Linked DNA regions of Mus musculus: all the other regions are linked to region 3. Evidence: chromatin contacts called from public Hi-C and HiChIP or PLAC-seq data. All regions are on one chromosome and are shown on one strand. The core of a region is the stretch at or near the end of the contact, and the rest is flanking DNA. Distances in the headings are between cores, read along the strand shown. Region 1 has its middle 40 kb from the start of Gm52879. Region 2 has its middle 11 kb from the start of Gm52879. Region 3 holds the start of Tead4 (TEA domain family member 4).

Evidence for each region. A called contact is a pair of places that touch in the nucleus more often than the background predicts. HiChIP or PLAC-seq counts read pairs in DNA pulled down with a chosen protein or histone mark.
Region 1: an H3K27ac HiChIP or PLAC-seq map of trophoblast stem cells shows a contact between it and region 3, with 18 read pairs. The contact joins the enhancer-like site here to the promoter of Tead4 in region 3. A contact is called at or near these places in 10 of 39 promoter capture datasets (the 3T3-L1 cell line, cranial neural crest, embryonic stem cells and 3 more), 6 of 484 Hi-C or Micro-C datasets (the HL-1 cell line, embryonic stem cells, nephron progenitors and 1 more), 8 of 115 datasets of contacts at active chromatin or transcription factors (embryonic stem cells, extraembryonic endoderm stem cells, pancreatic cancer cells and 2 more) and 2 of 9 other capture datasets (adipose tissue and liver).
Region 2: a contact with region 3 is called in a Hi-C map of cerebellum, with 2.6 times the contacts expected there. The contact joins the enhancer-like site here to the promoter of Tead4 in region 3. A contact is called at or near these places in 7 of 484 Hi-C or Micro-C datasets (the HL-1 cell line, cerebellum, embryonic stem cells and 3 more) and 5 of 115 datasets of contacts at active chromatin or transcription factors (embryonic stem cells, extraembryonic endoderm stem cells, pancreatic cancer cells and 2 more).

The regions. Positions count from the first base shown.
Region 1 is chr6:128,139,256-128,144,049 of GRCm38.p6, reverse strand. It overlaps a transcript of Tspan9 not described here. Among named protein-coding and RNA genes, the nearest start is that of Gm52879, 40 kb to the right of the region's middle. Within about 2 kb of position 3,154, at least 11 of the 459 cell types and tissues checked have an H3K27ac peak or open chromatin away from gene starts, as enhancers often do. A contact at or near this core is called in trophoblast stem cells, where this site is marked.
Region 2 is chr6:128,088,769-128,093,338 of GRCm38.p6, reverse strand. It overlaps a transcript of Tspan9 not described here. Among named protein-coding and RNA genes, the nearest start is that of Gm52879, 11 kb to the left of the region's middle. Within about 2 kb of position 1,663, at least 59 of the 459 cell types and tissues checked have an H3K27ac peak or open chromatin away from gene starts, as enhancers often do. A contact at or near this core is called in cerebellum, embryonic stem cells, palatal mesenchyme and 1 more, where this site is marked.
Region 3 is chr6:128,298,426-128,303,209 of GRCm38.p6, reverse strand. Tead4 (TEA domain family member 4) reads left to right here and starts at 2,397. Exons shown (of 12, transcript NM_011567.2): 1 at 2,397-2,915.

The sequences.
Region 1 (4,794 bases), core at 1,905-4,404, 160 kb after region 3:
AAAGCTGAGACCCTGGTTCGGCAGCCTTGGGGTAGCTTGTGTGAGTGCCCAGCCCACGAGTTCCACCTTTCAGGCCCTGCCCTCCCTCGGTCCAGCCCCAGGAGGGGGCGGGGCCGTCAGATAGTCGCAGGCGACTGGCGCAGTAGTGCCACCTTGGGAGAACAGGAGAACAGGGAATCGGGGTGCAGAGGGAGGTTCCTAGAACCCCGAGAGGAAAACAGCACCGTACTCCCTCCAGTGCTTACGCGGGACACATGGCCATTGTGGAGGGGGCTCCCCTGAGGCCTTCGCCTCTTTCAATCGTCTTTGCTTTGCCTCTGGCAGCCGGGTCCTCCCACAGCTCGGACGCCTGGTCCCCATTCTGTCCGCCCCTCCCACCCCGCCCCTTACTGGTCCCGCCCCCGTGCAGCCAGACCCCCGCCCCGCCGCCCGGTGAGGCCCCACCCCCTCCGCCTGCCGGCCCCGCCCCCCGTTTCCGCTGGCCGCCGCGGTGCGGGAGGGAGCGGAGCCGGGGCGCCACACCGAGTCCAAGCGCGGTGAGTGCGGCCCGGGCGGGCTGGCGACTCGGGGCTCCGGGGCGCGCGAAGTTGCTGGGGTTCAGCGCGGCGCAGGCGGGGCCCGGCCTCGATCGGATTCCTAGCAGGGTGGGAGTCTGGGGGCGCCCGGGGAGGCGGAACTCCCCGGGGTGGGGGAGGTAGGAGGGTGGGTCGAGGGAGGGGTGACAGAGGAGGGGCGGGAAGGGGCCGGGACGTGAGGGGCTTGTCACCGCGCCCCCCAGGCTCTTGGTGAGGGTCAGCGAGGTCTCAGGAATGTGGGGCTGCAGGGCTGTGGACCTCAGCCGCCTTATTCCCCAGCCCAGGGATGGGAGACCCTAGATGCCACAGGAAGGGAGATCCCCCCCGGAGCCGTCAGGGATCTCGTAGACCGGCTGGAGACGGTTCACCCAGGGCCGCAGACACGGTCTGGGCCTGTCTACAGACCCATTGAACCCCCCAGCTATTCCTCAGGCTACTGCTGGCCGAGAGGCTCTTAGAGTGACAGGGCTTTGGCACACCCCTCGATCTGCGATGTAGCCCATCTGTGCGCTCAAGTTTGGGCCTTTAAAAAAACTTTCATGTGGTTGAAAAAAAAAAGTCTAAACAAGCAACAGCTTGTGACAGCGGCAATTGTAGCCGTGCATCATGGACCAGAGTTTTCCTTCGCTTCTGTCTATTATGAAGGATACTGATCTCTTTAGCATCTTTCTCCAGATGACTGGAGAAGTTGGCAGTTGGTGTAGTAAGCTCTCCGCAAAGCTGGAATGATCTTGCCTCTTCACACCGTGGGCAAGAATGCAGCAGTTTACCTTTCTTGGCTCAGAGAACTAAAGTTGCCTTTTTGACCTGCATCTGCCCCCTCCCCTGGGGTGACTCAGGCATTTCCTCCTCCAGGCAGCATTCCTGGACTAGTGGAAAGCACAAAGAACTCTTGCTTTGATTCCTACAGACCTGTCTGCTCCTTCTCTATTCAGAACAGCCTCCGGGAAGGGTGTGTGTGTGTGTGTGTGTGTGTGTTTGTTTTCCAGGTGCGAGCAATAGGAGAGGGATTGTGGAGCATCTCAAACAATGGACTTGGCAAATCATTTATATTTAGCTGAGGAATGCAGCAGGCAGGAGTCAGACAATCACAACACTTCCTATATCAGCCTGGTCCTGGTGCTTGATGTGGCTGAGTCTAGAGTTGGTGGGTGGGGTGAGAGAGGGAAGGACATTGGGGTATGTACAACTCCAAGTGTTACTCAGTTCTTTTAGTTGAAGACCCACTGTGCACAAGGCCAGGAACAATGGGAGTGCTTCAGAATGGTCTGCTGTTGTCTTTTCTTCTATTTGGTCTGCTTGGGAGGGCTCTTGAACTCTGCGAGCAGAGATGTAATATTAATACTAACAACTAGTGTTCATGTGGTAATTTATGGTAAGCCAAATGCATTTGCCACACATACGCTGGATTTACTGTTAATGATCTATACTTGTCCTTGGGGTCTTACTTTTACCCGCCTTCTTGGTTAGGGAGATGGCACTAGAATAAATTATCTTTAATGCTACAAAGCTTACTGAGAGAGAAGTAGGGCTGGATCTGGAAGCTTCGTAGAGCATCTGTCTGTCTCCATCTTTACTGAGCCTATCTGCTCCCTCCCTTCCGCCACGTGTGAAGCCTTGGGCAAGTTTCTGTCCATCCCTGCTCCCCATTTTGGAGGACCAGGATGAAAGTCTCCAGGGCCTCCAGTAGCACCTAAACTAACAGTGTAACATGATCTCAGCACCCAGTCAATTTATACGTTACATCTTTTTATTCATTTTAAGTTAGCATACAAAGTAACAGGTTCCATTATGACATTTTTGTATTTTTTTTTTGAGCCTTCTCCCTCTCCTCTTCCCCCTTCTCTCTGCCTCCCCCTCTCTATATATATATTTTAAAATTTTAGGTCATGTGTGTATTATAAGTATGTGCATGTGTTTGCATGTGTAGGTAGAGTCTAGAGGTCTATACTGGGTGTTTTCTTCAATTATTCTTCATCTTTTATTATATCTTATATATTATATACATATTATCCATATATAACATATACATATATATAAATATGAGATAGGGTCTCTCACTATGTATGTGTGTGTGTGTGTATACACACACACACACACACACACACACACACACACATATATATATCACTGGCTGGCCTGAACTTATATGTTAACCAGGCTGGACTTGAACTCACAGAGCTCTGTCTGCCTCTGCCTTCTAAGTACAATTTATAAGGGTACCTTCCCTCGGCCTTTCTGCTCTCTGTGTGAGTGTAGTGTCTTCATCTCTTGATGTGTGTATGTATGTATGTATGTATGTATGTATGTATGTATGTATCTACCTTAAGCTTACTCTGAGCTTCTCCATAGGCATTTGGGAGAAGCAGCCTGCTTTGCTGGTACACAACATGGTGGCGGTGTCGTGGGCTGGTTTACAGGGTGTTCTCCCTGACTCTGTGACCCCAGTGCACCTGGTCTTAGGAAGGAGGGATTGAGGTCAGGCCTTGGGCGACAGCTTTCACCCCTGCTGGCCTAAGCTTCCTGCTTACACAAGGCGGACAACAATACAATGTTTCCAGGGCTGTGGGAAGGAGCCCTGACTGTGGGGAGAAGCTTGTAGCTCAGGGCCTCATACACAGCAGGTGTGCAGTGAGTGGAGGTTGTTATTTATAACCTAGCCGGGTGGCTAGACTCACATGCTGGGAACATGAGGACAAGGCTTCTCTTCTCCCACTGAGGCCCAGGAGTGCTGCGGTGATCATCTGTGCTGACTAAGGAGTGGATGTTACCCAGGTACACTCACCTTCTTTTCTCTTCTACTCTAGGCCTTCCAGGAACCCACAGGTCCTGCCAGACTGGTCCTCCAAACATGCTTTGGTCACTTCTTTTTAGCCCCAGAGTTTATTCTGTTCCACCTTCCAGAGTGTCCTTCTGATGTCTATCTTTCTGCCCTCCAAGACTCTATTCAGTTGGAGCTCTTTTCAGGGCCCTTCTGAGTCACCTTCAGTGAACCTTTGCTTTGGAACTCCCGTGACATTTCGTGTCTTTACCTGTCTTTTGCTAGGTAATTCCCTAGTGAATTTCATCCCCTCCCTACTATCATCAGCATCACCACCACTTTCTTCCTCCCCCCTCCTTCTCCTTCTTCCTCCTCCTCCTGTTCTTGTTCTTTCTTCTTCTTCTTCTTCTTCTTCTTCTTCTTCTTCTTCTTCTTCTTCTTCTTCTTCTTCTTCTTCTTCTTCTTCTTCTTCTTCTTCTTCCCCTTCCCCTTCCTCTTCCTCTTCCTCTTCTTCCTCCTCCTCCTCTTGTTCTTGTTCTTTCTTCTTCTTCTTGTCCTTGTTCTTTCTTCTTGTTCTTGTTGTTCTTGTTGTTCTTCTTCTTCTTCTTCTTCTTCTTCTTCTTCTTCTTCTTGTCTTTTTTATTTTCTTTGAGACAAGGTCTTGCTATATAGTCGAGGATGGCCTTGAACTTGTGATCTTTCTACCCCTGCTTCCAGAGTCCTGGGATTACATGCATTTACCAACATGCCTTGCATCCTTATTAAATTTTTGTGCTATCTTCTGATGATATAGAAATAAATAAAAATGATCGAAGTTGCTAGGCATGATGCATATAATCCCAGCACTCTGAGGCTGAGGCAGGAGGATCGGAAGGTTAAGGCCATCCTTAGCTACCTCCTGAATTTGAAGCCAGCTGGGCTGAATGAGACCCTGTCAAAAAGAACAAAAACACACCAAAAGCGGGTTCTTGTTTTCCTTGGACATATGATTCAGTCAAGAAGTTAGGATGGGGTTCACAAAAATCACAGTTTAAAGTATAAAGTGAGATAGGGGGCTGTCTGCCATAGTTCCAGGTATTTGGGAGGCTGAGGCCAATTCTGGACAGCATGGTTGGTGAGTCCTTCTGAGAGCAGAATGTTGTGGGAAATCTAAGTTTCAGTAGTCACCCTGATTGAGGAGGTATACTTCAGGCAGCTGGAGGGGAGACACCAACTTCAAAGGGGCCTGGTTTCATGGGAGAAGGGAGGAGCAGCCTGAGGACAGATGAGAGACAGCTCTGAAGGGCCAATGAAGACACCAGGCAGGTGGATGAGGTACACTGTAGCTGGCTCCAGTTGTCCAGCCAGGGATGAATTCCATCCATCTCTCCCTCCATGAGAAATGGAGTGCCTGCTATGTGCAGGCATGGGTTGGCGAGCCTTGGGAGGTCCTGGGATACTTGTGGTTTTGGCATGAGG
Region 2 (4,570 bases), core at 414-2,913, 210 kb after region 3:
TTACTTAAAAAGCCACGTGGCTGTTACAGGAAAAATTCCCTGCTGTGAAAGATTTGCTAGCACCCGGGCCAGATTGGAGAGCCTCCATTCCCCGTGTAGTCTCCAATCATAGCGCCCTTCTGTGGGAGGTCACACGGGAAACTTGGTATGGATTGGGGATCTTCATCTCTCATCTCAGTGCCAAAAAGGCCACTTGAGAGTATGTGGTTGGGGGGTAGCTTCGTGAGAATAACTTGCTGGAGAGGAGGGGAGAGGAGAGGAGGCAGAACTGAAGGCTACCTGCTGAGTATCTATCATGATAGAAGAGTGCCACTGGCCAGCCACCCTGGTCAGTTCACTGGCTCTGCAGTATAGAACTGTCCTGGGTTGTAGTTTCCTCAGCTACCAATGGCATTAACTCTGCCATTGTGAGAGGTGATCCTTGGAGCTACTCCCAAAAGGTGTCACATGAGGTTGGCCACCCTGACCTTGTTGGAGGTCAAGCTCCAGGCAAGTGCTTTCCTTTTTGTGCGAGCCAGTATTGACCTTGAGTCTCCATCCCCCATGCTGTGGCTAACCCAGAGCTAAACAAGTCACAGTGTTAAAAATAGCCTCACCCTCACTTACATGTCCAGCGTGCTGCTTCTGCGGCGTGGATGGGTGATAGACCGACACTGTCTTCCCAGTTACCAAGTTACCAGTTACTGACATCTTAGTGTAGGTTAATCTTGTAGATATTTTGGCCTCAGAAGGACCCATGTAATGATCCTTTGTTGTACCAATGGGGGCATGTTAAGGTTTTCGGGAGGAAGGAACTTACCAGGCATTTGACAGACATCAGGGGTGAACCGAAGCATGCGCTCAGATCACACTATGTCTGTCTTGCCTCTTGGATGGGCAATACAGCCCAGGGTTCCGGAGGGCCCACTGTTTCTCTCAGGATAGCTGCTTTAGAGTTGACAGTCGCTCAGGTTTCAAGGCCCACAAGCAAACTGGAAGCTAGATGGCCTTCTATAAGACAAGAAGGAAGGAGGCCTTGGGACAGTAGCAGCTAGAGCTCTTTTGAGTCCTCAGTCTTCCAAGGTTGGAAGTAGGGTCTCTGAGGTGTAGGCCGAACTATGAGGCCAGCTGCCTAACAGGAGGGCGACCGCTAGTGAACACGAAGAAGTAGAGAAGATGGATGGGTGAGCCAGTGACTGGTGCCCAGGGCGGAAGGATGAGGGAGGTGGTGTGTGACATGGAAGAGACAGTGATGCTGGCACAGATGGGGGAAGGAGGGGCTGCATGAAGACAAGTGCGCAGCCTGGGGGCCCCTGGCTGTGGCAAGTGACAGGAAGAACAGCTGAAAGGAACCAGAGGAGGAGAGGAGGAAAGGCCACCCAGGACAGTAGGCATGGTCAGGACTGACATCATGCTTTGCTGCCTGCCGATTCAGGCCAATCGCCATTCCAGCCTTTCTGCCCTTTCTCCTAAGCCCTTGGATGGACATCTGGCAGGTCTTCTGTTTTGTGAGGGTGTTGCACTTTTTTTTTTATCTGGCACTCACGACTCCTGTGTGGGTTCTACTTGTGGTCACCTAGTCTCAGTCTGGACTTGTTGGGGAGGGGGATATAGCCCCTGAGACTTCTTGGTGGCCTTGTTGTGGTGCCTGCTCTTCCATGTGCTGGCCACTAGATGGCAGCAGGAAACCTGTTGGTTTTTTCCAGCAGGTTGTTTTACTCAGTCTAGCTTTCCTGGCCATGTGGCCCTCTGCCTCAGTCTCAAATCACATTTGTCACAGGTTCTTAGATGGTTCTGAGGCAAGGCTGAGTGAGATGAAGCCGCATCAGTCTACTTTTGAGAAGTGGCTGTCTCAGGACACTGTCACAGGCTTGGAGGTGGCCTTTCAGCACCCTACCTGTGGCCAAACACCCTTTGTAGGGTGTTCCTGCTGTAGACTACACTCTAGCTGTGCGTTGCAGGGCTGTGTGGGGCCCAGAAGCAGAGAACTGGGCTCTGAGGAAACTGAGACTGCCCACCTCCACCTCAGCTTGGCAGCCTGTGTGGTTGGTGCCAGACATGGAGGGAGGGGTCATGCCTAGGGCAGGACTAGCCTGGGAAGAGCAGTGCTGTAAGATCAAGGACAGAGCTTTCCTGCAGCAGGGACATACAGCACTAGCAAACTCCCTGGAAGCTCAGCTTGAGTCCAGAAGTGGGCGGAGTCTGCCGATTTCATGGCCCATCTACTCCCAGCAACCCCTGGGTGTAGTCCCCCATCCCACAGCTGGTCATAGCCACGTGTAGCCTTAGATCTCTGCAGGGTAGTCCCACAGGATGCCAAGCCACACCCCATTTCAGGTTCAGTCTTCAGTGCTCTGAGTGTTGTTTCTGGGTCTGCAGTTTTTGTCTGGCGTCAGGGCTCATATGTCTTTCCTACAGTTTTGTGTCAAGGACTGGGCTGTCCTCTTGAGACCCATGGCGTGAACTGGAGTCTCAGAGAGGTCAAGGGTATTTTCAACGTTTCCAAGATAAAACGCTGAACTGGCCATTGATCCGGAGGCTGGGACATTTTTTATTCTTCCTGTAATGATCAGCTTTGCACGTGGCGGGGTTAGTGGGTGAAAGAGAAATTCTCCCAGGATGCCAGAAATGGGGACACGATCTGTCACCACCCCCACCTACTACCTCTAAGTACCCTATTAGTCTGTACCCCAAACATAGCCAGGGATGGGACCCTAGTTGTTCTATGGAGATACCAGGTGGCCCCAGCTGCCAGAGCCTTCCGCTGGTTAGTGATGCTATGTAGGCATCTGGTAGGGGATGAGAGTGTTTGGTGGTGTGCCTTGCACTTCTAACTGGCCTATCGAGCTAGTGTTGCTGCCCAGACCCTACCCATGGTAGTTGCTCTCTCTGGGACCCCATTCTAGGTGGCCTCCCCGTGTGGAAGCACTGTCCACGATGGGGGCAATGGTGGCATGACTTCATGTCAGTGCCCTCTGCTGGGTATTTTTGAGGTTCCAGGCTGGGGTGGGGGTCCTAGGTCCTTGTGTAGGCGTGCCTACTTTATCAGCGGTCCTCCATCTGTGTGACAGGCTCAGTAAGGAGGTCCTTGTACAGTCCTTTTCCCTACCAGTATACACCTTCGAATCCCAGGTTATGTCCTGACCTCCTGATGTCCTGGCTCCCAGCCCCTTCTTTTTGCTTCTCGGCTCTGCCTGCAGCCGGCTTTGTCACAGACACCTTCCACTGCCCTCCACAGGCTTTGTGCTGGTGTCTGTGTCCACCCAGGGCCTACCTGCATGTGGGGCTCAGCGGAGTACCGCCATGTGCTCCCATTTCAAAGGCTTCTGCTTCCCTCCCTCCCAGCCAGCCAGCCAGCCAGCTTGGCTGCGTTAGGCCTCCTTCCAAGCCTCCAACATCCTGCTTGGCTTGTGTCCCCCCAACTCCAGCTGCAGCTTCCCTGTTGTGCTTCTGGCAGAAGGCGTGCTGGTGTGTGTGTGTGTGTGTGTGTGTGTGTGTGTAGGGGGGGGGGTTCCTTCCCCTTGGCTTCTTTTCTCCCTATTACATCAGCTTACAGCCAAATACCCCTGGGGTCTGGTAAGGGAGGGTTTTTCATTAATTTTTTTTCCAATGGAAATAATTCCACTACTTGTCAGAGGGAGTTTTGCATGCATTTCCTTAGTGGGGTTGGCTTCCTACCCCCTTTTTTTCCCAGCCTCATAGATGTTCTTGAAGTGGGCAGCTTTCTTCCCTTAGCTGAGCTGGGCTGTGCTGGGCTGGTGAGGAGGGGAGTTTGGGTCTCTGAGCCCAACTTTAGGTATCTGGGTCCTGACTGTACTGCTCACTGGCTGTGTGACTTTCAGGATAGCGCTTGACCTCTCCAGGCCTCTCGGTCCTTCGTTTATCCTGTGTTGGTGGTGAAGGGTAGTTCTTGCTGGTTCTCTGGCTTCTGGCTTTGGTATTGTGATTGTATCGGATTGGCTCTTGTTCCAGGGTCTAGTGCTGCAAGAGGCCCCGGAGATCCACACCCTCTGTGCTCAGGAGGCGATGGAGCCTAGGGCTTGGCTAAGAGTGAGCAGGTCTCTAGCTGGTTCTTCCTGACCACGTCCGGGATCCCTGAGTGGGAAGAAGCCCTCTACCTCTGTTGTAGCCAGCAGACCTCCTCCTGGCCTCTCCCCTCTGTTCCTTCTTCTCTTTGCCTCCCTTTCTCCTACCCTGCTCCCCATGTCTCACCCTGGCTGATGGCTCTGAGTCACCAGCACCATAGGTGGGTAGGTCCTGGCCACTGCCCTGTCCTGCTCTTCTCTACTCTCACTGGACTCTCAGCTCAGCACCAAGTCTGGCTGCTGCTGACCTGAGAGGGGAGCCCCTCTAGGCCCTTAGGCCCAGAGTTAAGCCCACCCCCTCCTGCCCAGGGCCCACATCTGGCCAAGGGCTCAGTTTTCCCAGCTGTAAATTGCCTCCTGCTGCCCCCTTGGTATCTTCTCAGGTTTCAGCTTCATGGTCCTTGTTCTTTGTGTGGGGGTGGGGAGTGTCTAGGGAAGGAAGAAGGTTCAGCATGCTGTTCTCTCTGCATGTGTGAGGTTGAGGAGAGAAGCCTTGGCTCAGGTGT
Region 3 (4,784 bases), core at 1,148-3,647:
TAAGAGTACGAACCAGGAAGTGTGAAGGCACTTTACAGCTTGGACTCCCAATGGTCTTGAAGAGAAGCAAGCAAGCAAGCAAGCAAGCAAGCAAGCAAGCAAGCAAGCAAAGGGCTTTCCAATCATCCTTTTGTACCTGAAGGGCTATCCTCCCTTTTGAAACCACATTGTTATGGCCAGACTCCCCTTCCACATTATCCTAATTTCTGTAGTTTAAATTCATTAATTCTATCTATCTATCTATCTATCTATCTATCTATCTATCTATCTATCATCTATCTATCTATCTATCTATCTATCTATCTATCTATCTATCTATCTATCTTTTATTCTGTACTGTGTTCTGCCTGCATATGTACCTGCCCACCAGAAGAGGGCGCCATATACCATTATAGATGGTTGTGAATTATAATGTGGTTGCTGGGAATTGAACTCAGGACCTCTGGAAGAGCAGTCAGTGTTCTCAACCTCTGAGCCATCTCTCCAGCCCCTATATTTATTTTTGAGGCAGAGTTTTGCAACGTAGTCCAGGCTGGCCTCGAATGCTTGCTCTGCCTGCTTTAACTTTCTCTGGCCCTGGCCACAGCTGGCCAGAGTTCTTCCTTCAGTTGAGACGTGGCCAGCTATCCTGCTGTAAATGCTTTCTGTCTCAGCCTCAAAGACAATTTCTATCTGCAGATCACACATGACCTTATCTTCATTTCTGGATCCTGAGCCTCTATTCAGTCACAGGGTCACTTCTTGTATTTAGGACAGGACAGGGGTCTCCATATGCATGCAATACTGTCATCAGAGGGTCTAATGATAGAATCAAGAAAGTGAGTCCTGAGTCTGCGTGGCCTTGATGACGGCCACATCTTCAGTATAGCTTGTATGAGCCTCACAGTCTGGGGCTCACCTCTCTTAGTCTTTGGTTCATGCTGGTTTTCAGGTCCTGCTGTCGTTTCACATGTGGACCCCCACTGGTGTGTAGCACCTACTAGCTCTTATTTTCACACCAAACCTTCCTGAAACAGCGGTTGGTGAACTCAGGTTTCCATCAAGAGCTGGATCAAGGTCACCCCGCAGACCTGGTAGCAGAGACCTGTAATGGAATTCCAGCTATTCCTAAGGCTGAGGCCAGAGCAGCTGAGAGAGTTCAAGGTCAGCCTGATTAACTCAGTAGACTCAGTCTCAGAAACCAAAAGGAATCAAGGCTGGGGCCATAGCACACTGGTAGAGCATTGCCTAGCACACACAGGGAGTAGACATTAAACTGGGGAAAGTCACCCCAGTGCCTTGAATTAATTCTGTTGGTTTTGTTCTCAAATTCATGTGGATTTGCAATAATGAACTACTGTCTGGCTTCGACAGTGAACCTCTTGAAGGCAGGGGTCTGTTTCTGCACTGAGCTTGGTACCAGGTTCAATGAAGGAGTGTCCAATTAAGTGGTGGGACAGTCTGTACTTCACGCTCACAGATACGCTTGCTGCCTTGCAATGTTCTTTTCATGTGAATGGGATGTGACCAGGCTTTGTTATGACTCACCATTTAATAAGCTCACCAGAAGTTATACATCCAAATGAGGGCTGCATCCTTCAAAGTCCTCGCTTTGCGAGGCTGGATAGATACTCAGTCCCGTGGTGATGCTGGCATTTCCGTGGACTCTTTAGATCGCCTCTCTCGGTCACAACCCTGACATTTATAATACTTTCTTTCAGCGTCTCCCCGTGCTACCCTACCCTCATGTAGTATGTGTATCTCCATCTTGCGTTGTTAGCGTTGAGCAAACGATAAGATAATTCTGGAGATTTACTGCTGGCCCGAGTTTGTTTCACCAGCTCTGGCTGGGAGAGCCACACCAATAAAAGCTTAATGCTAGTGCTTCAGAGATTGTTTGATTTTGGGGAATAGTGAAGGCTTTTCTTTGATTTTAAGTTTCTCAAAGTGACAAGGTGAATGCGGGAGCTAGGTAGTAACTGATTTAAGCCAAATGGTTCTAAAGACTCGCAGCCCGAGCTCACGTGTTTCTCCTAAATTGATCTGGCACCCTTCTTTAAAACTCAGACTTCTAACTTCATGGCGACTCTGTCCTGTACCTTGGGTAACCAGCTAAGTTCCAGCTCTCTATGAACCACTGCTGGGACCTAATCTTTATTATTTCTCCCAGCATCCGGTAGACCCATGACTGGTCTCTCCTTTCCTGCTCTTTGAGAAGTGACAGTTCTGCAGATCCCAAGGGACAAGGAAAGAACTGAAAGACTGATGTTGGGGAGGGCTGGCGAGGGAAAGCGGTGGCGGATCTGGGAGCAGAGCCGGGAGTTCCTGCTTCCTGCTCCCGGAGCGAGTGTCCTCCGTAGCAGCCTCGGGGAAGGGAACAGCCCTTCCTGCTCCTGTCCGCGTACTCCAGGAGCGCAGCGAGGCGCGCCCCACCCCGGCGGAGGGGACGGTTTTCGGCTGGAGGTGGTGGAGAGACAGTTAGGACTCAACGCAACCCGGGGGTGTGGGGAGCTGGATGAGAGCGGGAAATCGGTAGATCAGAGTCAAGGGGTGTGGGTGCGAGCGGCGAGAGGCGCCGAGGGGTCCGCGGGGTTCCCGGGTGTCTCCGCCGTGTCCTGTCCCGTGGCCGCCCGCGGTTCCCGGGCTCCGCCCAGCCGTGGAGCCCAGCCTCTCTCTGGCCCGGTCTCCTCCCAAAGGTGCGGGTGGCAGCGCCACTCCCTCCGCTCCCTCCCCAGCCGCGCGCGTCTCATTCCAGCGCCCATTCCGTGCATTCCTGCCGGGCTCCTCTGCAAACTCCAGTCCCGGGGGTGGGGACCGGCCTCAGCTACGCGCTCGGGGCCCCGCAGCGGTCGCCGCGGCTGGAAGACTTGGCGCCCCGCGTGGACCTGCCGCAGCCGGCCGAGCTCTCCCACCCCGCCTCCCGAACCCTGGGACCGGTAAGGCTGCTGAGTTCGGAGGACACCCGCGTCCCGCGTGGTCCCGGGCAACACTAGGGGGCCAGTGGGGCACGTGCGGGCGGTGGAGTCTAGGGGCTGGACAGAGCAGGGTCGCTCGGCTGAAGTTGAGACTAACGAGCCTCAGCCAGGCCCTTTTCTACTTTTCTGCCTGGAGAAGAGAGCCCATAAGGGAGGTGTATTGCCTGGACCTTGTGCAGAGGTCCCCAGGGTTTGAGACGCCGTTGCTCCCCACGGTGAGAAGTGATGGGAGTGATGGACCGGAGTTCCCAAACTCCAAGGCACTATACTCTAGCAGGCAGCCCAGGGGCGCGCGCCGCGGTGCACACACGTGTCAGGGGGCTCCAGGCACACCCACACTCCGTCCGATTCAGTGAGTGAGTTCAAAGATAGGTATTACTGCGCCAGCATCCTTAAGTTTTGGGTGTTCCCGAGGAAGAGATATCTGTGCGCAGTGACTCACCTTGCTTCCAGGAGGAGGATTTGTTTGTGCTAAACGCGACCCTGTGTGCATCGCTACTTGAAGAAGGTGCTTGTCTGAAATCCCGAGTGTCGGAGTGGGCGTGGGTGTGCGATGCCTCCTCTCCAGGACTCTCCTCTCCAAGTCCTCGCTCTGAGGATGTTGGTTCTGGCTCTGACTTCTTCCTGAAGAACCGCGGCAGGGGACAATGTCTCCAAGTTCTTTGTGTTCAGGGAGAATTTGACAGTAGTAGTTGGAGGTGCCCCTCTTGCCATCCCTGCTGGGTTGAGCATTGCTGGCAGGAAGCTGCCTACACCTGCCCCCTTCCAGGCAGCTGTCTCTGTGAGGGAGTGTGGATCCTGTTCTGGCAAAATCCTTAGGGAACTGCTGGTAGGCTAAGCAAAGCTGAGATCTTTGTTTGCCCTTAGGGGCTAGGATGGTCATGTTTATGGGGGTGGACCCCCTAAAAGGAGAAGAGCTTGTTAGGTTGTTTCCTTTTGAGACAGAAGTTTCCTGCAGTTTAGGCTGGCATGATACGTCCACCTTAGTAAGAGGTGGCTTTCATTCTCCTGCCACTTTTTTTTTTTTTCCTGAGACAGAAGCAAAAGACCAAGGAGGCCTTGAACTCACAGCAGTCTCACCTCAGCCTTCTAAGTGCTGGGATGACAGGTCGGATTTACCAGGCTTAGTTGACCACTTTGGATACTATTTGTTGAGTGGTTGGTAGTGTTTCTAAGTTGTCTTCAAGGACAGGGGAGTCAGTGCTACCTGTGGGAACCTTGAAGCAATGAGGGGGAGACAATCTCTCATTCCTCAATAGCCAGGGTCTTGCTCTGGAACCCAGACTGGGTCCAAACTGGATGATCCTCTGCCTCAGTTTCCCCCTCGTTCTTCACAGTTAGCTAGGCTACCTTGTTTCTGTGGGGAAACGTGAGTGGTCCCTATAGGGAATGCTTTAGTGACAGCTGGGAAGGGGAGGCAGCCTCGGACTTGGTAGCTGAGGCCAGGATATTGACAGGAGAGTGGTGTGAGAGTCACAGACAGACTTGGCACCAGTGTTCTCGCTCATTAGCACAACTCCTAGGTGATGGCTAGGGTTTCTTGGAAGGAAGGAAGGAACAGAGAACCCTGTCAGGAGCGAGGGGGAGGGGCTCGTGTTTACCTTTCCTTCTCTCCTGCTGATATAGATTAGATAGTCTATTCCACCCTGCTCGGGCCATGCCTAGGAGAGAGACACTCTTATGGGTTAAGATCATGGGTTAAGAAACTCACAGGCGTGGGGTCAGACAGACTCAGGCAGGAATCTTGATATTCACTACCTTTAAGGCTCCTGGGCTCCGTTTCCTGATGAGTAACCCTGGGGGGTGGGGATAGGGGTGAGTAACCAAAAT